Regions from separate parts of the Sus scrofa genome. Here region 1 is linked to region 2. The links are chromatin contacts, called in public HiChIP or PLAC-seq maps. All regions are on one chromosome and are shown on one strand. Each heading gives the region's core, a stretch centred on a gene start, on an enhancer-like site or on the middle of the called end of the contact. The rest is flanking DNA. Distances are from core to core; before and after follow the strand shown. Region 1 holds the start of JUNB (transcription factor jun-B). Region 2 holds the start of LYL1 (protein lyl-1).

Region 1 (3,725 bases), core at 251-2,750, 270 kb after region 2:
CATCCAGAATACCCAAAGGGGGATCCACACTCCCTCATCTGAGGGCTCCCTTCCCCTGCTGACAGAGAGGACCTGAAAATCCATGAGTCGAATCTGAGGGAACCTCTCCAGAGCCTCTTCCCCAAAATGGGTGAAGGTTTAGATGCTGAGGCTTTAGTTATACTTAAGGTGGGACTTCCAGGAGGTAGGCTATGAGCCACTAGAACCAGAGATGAGCCTCTCAGTATCTGTCTCCTCTCTGTCTTGAAAGAGACATGTCTATCTTTTGGAAACATGGAAGTTTCTTTAGGGTAGACTTAGGCTGAGGGAGAGGAGATAGCCAGCCTTTGTAGGGCAGACACAGCTCACCAAGTGTGGAGGAGAGAAGGAAAACGAAAGAGGCGAAAGAGAAACTGAGCTATGTGGGGGCAGGGGGAAGTCCAGCAGAGCCGGTGGTGGTGTTGGGGAGGAAGGTCCCATGAGAAGCTGGGGGTGTCCCCATCTTTGGAGGGTCCTTGTGACCTCTGGGTACCCCCTCCCCTCCTCCTTTGCTTGAACTGCTCCCCTCCCCCTCCCCAGGCTCAAGGGAGATTCCAGTGGCCGCTGAGTCTGGCAGGCATGCTGCCAGGCCTGTGTCTCCCGCCCATGCTAATAACTGCAGCTGACATCTGGCTGGGCCCTGCGGGGGCGCAACGGGGTAGTGTTGGGGGGCTGGGCAGGTCTGGTTGGAGGGCAGCATCTCAGGAGGCTAACCTGCAGGTCCCACAGGCTAGGAGTACACAGTGAGTCATCCCTGACCAGTGCTGAAGCTGGCTGTGCCAGGGGAGCCTTGGAGAGAGGCAAGACTGGCCCATGAGCGTAGAGATGGAGGGCAAGGCCTGAGCAAGGAAAAGTGGATGTATGGGGGTGGGGGTCAGGGCAGGGAGAGATGCAAGATTAGAGTCATGCAAACTCAGAGACTCTTGAGACAGGCCAACAGACTGAGAAATAATAATTATTATTTTAATAGCTAACACTTATATGGCTCTTACCATGGGCCAGGCACTCTTCTAAGTGGTTTACATGGAATAACTCATTGCCTGTTTCCAACAATCCAGCGAAATGCATGCTCTTTGTATCCCCATTTAACAGACTAAAAAACTTAGGAACAGAAAGGTAAGGAACTTTGCCCCATGTCACATAGCTATAAGCACTGGAATTGATCTAGAACTTGAGATGTCTGACTCCAGAATTTCAGCTCTTTTTGTGTGGATAATCACAACTAGAGAGGCATTTATGCAGTGCCAGCTGTTTGTCAAGTTCTGCAGGCCCTTTCAAGAAGAGTCTCCTGGAATTCCTATAGAGACTTAGCAGAAAAGAACCCGACTAGTATCCATGAGGATGTCCAGAGTTGCCCTGTGCTGTAGCGTAGGTCGCAGAAGTGGCTCGGAGCCGGCATCGCTGTGACTGTGGTGTAGGCCGGCCGGCAGTTGTAGCTCTGATTCGACCCCTAGCCTGGGAACGTCCATATGCCACACCTGGGTCCCGAAAAAGAAAGAGAAAAAAAAAAGGTCTCCTTTATCCTTTAGACAAACAGGGTTGGGCACAGGGCAGAGGGGTGCTAGTGTGTTTGGGGGCAGGCCGGCATGTTGGAGTGGGGTCGGGTCACTCTCTGCACTCTGCACGGGTGTTTGAGCAGGGGGTGGGGATGGGCCAGTGAGGGAGGGCGGGGGCCCAGCTGAGCTGGTACAGCCGGTTCCAGGCCCCTGCCAGTCTCACCCTTGTGGCCTGGGCACCACCCCCTCACGCCGTCCCACTGGCGCCAAGGCTGGCCCAGAGAGGAGAGCCCCCTCCTCCATCAGCCCTGGGTGCCCAGACTAGCAGCTGGGGACTGCCCAGGCCCTGGGTTCCAGACCAGCATCTGCCCAAGGAGTCTGTGTCCAGGCTTCCCTCATGCCCAGGGCCCGGGGGCCTAGGGGACTGGATAAGGAGGAAGTTCTCCCACCCCCACCCACAGGTCTCTCTGGGGCTTTTGGCCTTGGCAGGAGGGACTTCTCCTTCTTATAAATAGCCTGGTGACACCCCCCCACCCCCCCCCCCACACACACAGCCGGCTCCACTGGCTGGCAGGGCCCTTAATAGAAAACTGGGCTGGGGGCTGCTGGTGAGTCAGCCAGTGGGCAGGCCAGGGCGAGAACCCGCAAGTCACAGCACCCAGACTCCCTCGTCCCTGCCCCTGGGTGTGGACAGGCAGCTGGCAGGAAAAGGCTGAGAATCACGGAGGCCCTCCCCCCAGGAACCCTGGCTTGCCAGCAGCTTCCCTACCCAATCTCTGTGGTTTGGGGGGTCCCTCACCCCTCTCCTGGAGAGGAAGCTGCTCAGTTTTCTTGGAAGCAGGAAGGAGAGGAGAGTTTGTCTCCTCAGGCTGACTCAGCTGGGCACGAGGGGAGTTTCCCACAAAGCTGTTTCTGTCACCCCCCCTCCATGCTGCTGGTGAAGTCTTGGGGGGCCTGAGCCTGGCTGAGATCCTGGGTACCTCATTTTCAGGGGATGTGCTGAGAAAATAGGCCCACACCCTATGAAAGCCTGAGGCTGTTGAACTGGGCCTCCTAGGGGAAGTGACAAACAGTGTGGGGGGTGACAATGTTGGAGAGAGGAAGCACCAGGATTTCTGGGTGGGGTTAGAGATATGGGCTGGGAAGCCCAGAGCCTCACAGCACCTAAGCAAGGTCCAAGGGCGCATGTGTGTCTGGTTGGCTGTGGGTTTGTGTGTGGCTGGCCTGTCAGGGCCTGTGATAGTGTGTGTGAGGCATCTTCTCAGGGTATGTGTCTGTTTGTTGGCCCAGCCCCACAGGGGTGTGTAGGGCCTGTCTGGTTTGGGTGGGGGTGAGGGGGGGAAGGTGTGTGTGTTTGTGTGTGTGTATGATCTATGGAATAGGTTGCATGTGGCTGGCCTAGATGCACAAGTATAGGTTGTTTTGGAGTTCATATGGCTAACCTGTTTGTGTCTGGTGTGTGTCTGTGTATGTGAGGTTTAGGGCTTGCCTGTTTGAGGTGTGTGTGTGAGTGTGGGGTCTGTGGCTGGCCCATGTGTGTCTGTGGGCTCTGTGGCTGGGGTGTGTGTGTGTGGTGTACACACATGCATGCATGCCAGCAGGTTCTGTTAGGGTGTCTCTGTCCAATGTGTTTATGAATGTCCGACTGTGGCCTGTCCATGCTTCTCTGTGCTGGGTGTGACTGTCTGGCTAGACCATGTCTGTGAATATGTCTGTTTGCTTACATCTGCCTGATCTGCCAAAGGGTCTGATGTGTGTGTTATCGGTGAGGTAGTGTGTATTCGTAAGGCTGAGCCTTGGTGTCCCTCAAAACATTTCCTTTTTTTTTTTTTTTTTTTTTTGTCTTTTGTATTTTTAGGGCTGCACCCGCGGCATATAGAGGTTCCCAGGCTAGGGATCAGAGTTACAGCTGACAGCCTATGCCAGAGCCACAGCAACACCGGATCCGAGCCATGTCTGTGCTCTACACTATAGCTCATGGCATGCCAGATCCTTAACACACTGAGAAAGGCCAGGGATCGAACCCATAACCTCATGGTTCCTAGTCAGATTTGCTTCCACTGCGCCACAACAGAACTCCACTCAGAGCATTTCTGAGTGTGTATGCAACTTGGCGTCAGGGAGGGTGGGTTGTCTGTCATGGTGTATGTATCCTTCCATCCTTCTCTCCATAGGTTGATGTTCGTCTCTCTTGCCTCCGCATATCTTCTT
Region 2 (3,811 bases), core at 1,175-3,674:
TTTTTTTTCTTTTTTGGCTGCCCCACGGCATATGGAGTTGCCAGGTCAGAGATGAGATCCAAGCCACAATTGCAACTTACGCCACAGCTGCCACAGTGCTGGATCCTTAACCCACTATGCCAGGTCAGGGATCGAACCCGCATCCCAGAGACACCGCCAATCCCGGGGCACCACAGTGGGAACTCCAATTTGCTGATTTCTGATTTGCCCCATTGCTTGTCTGTCTCATGTGGTAGAAAATCAGCTCTGCCAGCAGCAGGCTTTAGGCACACTGTAGGCAATCAACAAATGTGTATTAAATGAATGATAGAATCCTGACATCTGCACACACAGCTTTCCCAGGGTACACGGAGCTGCACAGAGGTGGGTAGGCCGTGGGGCAGTTGCCCTTCAGACCCCACCCCCATTTCCCCAGGCTGCAGGCCAATTTCACCATCCGGGATGATGCCAACCCCAGCTCCCGCCAGCGAGGACTCAAGCGCTTCCAGGCCAACCCCGAAGCCAACTGGGGTCCCCGGCCCCGTGCCCGGCCAGGGTGAGCAAGAGTGGGGTGGAGGTGGGGCTTGGCTTGGGGCAGGGGGCGGGGGAGTCAGGGCAAAGGCCAGGGGAAGTCCCAGTTACTCACATCCCTACACAGAGGCAAGGCAGCAGGCGAAGAAGCTATGGAAGAGAGACGCAGGCTGCTCCAGAATAAGCGGAAAGAGCCACCTGAGGACCCAGCCCAGCGGGCTGCTCGGCTCAAGACATTTCCCTGCAAGAGGTTCAAGGAGGTGAGGTGCCCCCTAACCCACACCGAAGCACACATGGGTTCCCTTCCCAGCAACAGGGCAGGGCCAGGCAGAGCTGGGAGAACCAGGGCCAGGTGAGTGTGTGGGAGTGAGCTCTCCATCTAGGACAAGAACCCAGCAGAGGTTGCCAAGTTCCAGGCCTGGGTTCATTCACACCCACCATACCTCTCACCAGGGCACCTGTCAACGGGGGGACCAGTGCTGCTACTCGCATAGCTCCCAGACACCCAAGGCCACTGCTGAAGCTACCCCCACTGACTGTCCAGAGGCCCCCAGTCAAAACCCCCTTGGGCCTGGGGCTGCTTCTGGTCTAGGCATAGATTGAGCGAATAAAGTTTTCACCTTCCCCTGACTGTCATTTGTCTGTCTATCTGCCTGAGGGGCTCTGCTCATCTCTCTAGCTGCCTGTCTGGGGTCTGTCCATCTGTTTTAACTCCATGGGGAGCTCTGTGCCTCTGGGGTTGGTTTGTCCCGGCCTGAATGAGGTCCTGTCAGTGTGTCAGTGTTTCTTTTTTTTTTTTTTTTGCTGCACCCTCAGCTTGTGGAAGTTCTTGGGCGAGGGATTGAACCCATGCTGCAGTTGCAACCCTCACCACATATGTGGCAAAGCTGGATCCTTAAGCCATTGCACCACAAGGGAACTTCCCTGTCAGTGTTTCTGAATGGAGTATTCTGTGTGCTGGGGAGGCGGGAGCTGATCATCTGCCTGCAAGGTGCTCAGCCACCCATTTGCCGGCACCTGCGGTTCCTGAGGTGGCCACGGGGCGGCAGCCGTGCTTTCACGCCCGCGAGGGCCTTTACCCCCTTCCTCTTCCTCCCATCCTCCCAGCATCCCTCAGTGCTCCCAGAACGCGGGCACGCGCACAGGCGGGTGCTCTAGCCACCGCGCCCCCATATGGACTTCTCGCTCCCGGCTCCCCGCTGGGGCCTTGGCGGAAGCCAGACCGGAACCAGGCGCCTTGCGCATCCGCTCCAGACCAGGTGCTTCCTGCCCTGCGGCCCCTCAGGCTGCACACTGAGGCACCCGGCAGCTTGCTGCAACCCCTCCCCCCCGGGGGGGGGCAGGGGGCTGGTGTGTTAACAGAGAGGCCTGGGGCCCAATCGCCATCCTGCCACGTGGTAGCTGTGGGACCTGCAAGCACCCTTCACCTTGCTTCATCCCCATCTGTAAAATGAACCTAATTCCAGAACCCATCCTATTAGCTTGGATACCACTGTTAACAGATGCTTAGGACTGTACTCTTGCTTCTCTGGGACAGTAGGATTGTGGCTTGTGGGGTCCTGAGCCTCACCTGATTCCTAAGAGGGTGGTGATGGTGGCAGCTGAGGGCCTACCTGCGGCTCCTGCAGTCACCCAGATACACACTGGGCAGAGCTTGACCGACCCAGGTGGGAGGGTGCTGGGGATAAACAACAGTGTTGTCCACTGATTACTTAGTTGTATCTGGTGGCCCTCTCTTCGTGAGGTCCGGCAGGATTTTGAGTTTTACCGCCATTCCAAGATTATTTACTCCACATCTCTTTGTCGCTGCCCACCCTGAAGTGGTCAGCACCGTGGGATGAGGGCCAGGGATCTCCAAGCTGGGACTATGTGATCCTGTGATATAGAGGCCCAGGACTGTGGGAACCTGTTGGGGGCACCTGTTAGAGAAAGTTCTGCCAGCTCTGGCACCATAGGAAATCTCCCCCAGCTGTGGCACTTCCTCTCACCCTCCTAGGCCTGGCAAGGTGGTGAGGATGGTGCACTGGGGGCCCAAGACACCTGCCTAGGGTGGACACCCAAGGCCAGACTGGCAGAACTGCCCTCCAGTCAGTGCCCCACACCGGGGTGGGGTTGGCAGAAAGGCGCGGGAAGCACTTTGTAGAAAGAGGAACCAGGCAGGGTGAGGAGAAGGGGGCCCCAGGTCACGAGGCCCCAGCGGGGCCGGAAAGGGCTCTCCACCCTCATGAGTACAGACACAGCAAGGGGTATTCAAAGCTGGAGGACAAACCCGAGTGACATAGGGGCCACTGCAGCCCTACCTTGGTTCTCTTCTGTGTGCATCTGGGCACCTCGGGCCCAGGGGTGTGCACTAGGGCCAGGATCCTCTAGTGCCTGGGGGACGGAAGGTAAGGCCCTGAGGGGTGACAGACCGTCCAGCATGTGCCAGCGGGGGGCGGGGCCATGAGGCCCGCGCGCGCTCGGAGATCCCCGCCTGCCCGCCTGCCGGTTTCCTCCGGGGTCAGCCCGGCTCCTTATCAGGCGCGGCCAGGCCCTTATCTGCACTAGCCCAGCATCCTCTGGCCACTGCGCCAGGGGTGAGAGGGAGGAAACCAGGCCGCCAGGGGCGGGGAGAGGGCGGGCGGCCCAGAGCTGCACACTTTCCCTGGAGGGACCTACGCTGTTGCCGCCGCGGTGGCCCTTGGGAGCCGAAGAAGAGAGGCGGCCCCATGCCACGGCCCAGACAAGGCGGCCAGCTGCCAGCGGTAAGGAGCGCAGAGGCCGGAGCGGGGTGGCAGCGCCTGCCTGAAGCCGTAACCGCATCCTGGCCCTGAAGGACCGAATCAGGGCCCATCAGCAGGCAGCCGGACCAGTGCTGGGGTAAGAGTGGTGTGGGCCTGAAGCGGGATCTTGGACCCACCTGCATTCATTCATTCGTTCCTTCCTTCATTCATCTGGGGGGCCCACTAAGTAAGAGGTCAGGCCAGCTTCCCCACTGCCTAGCTAGGGAAGACAGGGCAGATGGGTCAGGAATCCCAGACATTGCTGGGACGCTGGGCCATGGGGCCAAGAGGGACCAGGGCTGTGTGAGTAGGGTGCACAGGGGTGAATGCTAATGGGGTAGGGAGGGTGGGAGGACACCAAAGCCAGAGGGAGGACTGGAACCTGACTTTGTACTGGGCAGTAGGGCTAGCATTTGGAGTCATAGTGTCAGAGGTGGGGTTGCAAGGTTAGTAAGGGGGATGTTTTTAGGGGGAGTGGTCATTGGAGTGATTACGGAGGACTTTCAGAGTCTGACATGGAGACAATGGGAAGAGCCTCA

What was found. HiChIP or PLAC-seq counts read pairs in DNA pulled down with a chosen protein or histone mark.
Region 1: an H3K27ac HiChIP or PLAC-seq map of alveolar macrophages shows a contact between it and region 2. The contact joins the promoter of JUNB here to the promoter of LYL1 in region 2. A contact is called at or near these places in 1 of 47 Hi-C or Micro-C datasets (heart right ventricle) and 1 of 2 datasets of contacts at active chromatin or transcription factors (alveolar macrophages).

Annotation. Positions count from the first base shown.
Region 1 is chr2:66,217,935-66,221,659 of Sscrofa11.1, forward strand. JUNB (transcription factor jun-B) reads right to left here and starts at 1,501. Exons shown (of 1, transcript XM_005674483.3): 1 at 1-1,501.
Region 2 is chr2:65,948,184-65,951,994 of Sscrofa11.1, forward strand. LYL1 (protein lyl-1) reads left to right here and starts at 2,425. Exons shown (of 6, transcript XM_005652880.3): 1 at 2,425-3,369. It overlaps TRMT1 (tRNA methyltransferase 1), which reads left to right. Exons shown (of 17, transcript NM_001243450.1): 15 at 416-535; 16 at 638-770; 17 at 964-1,140. The coding sequence ends at 1,113.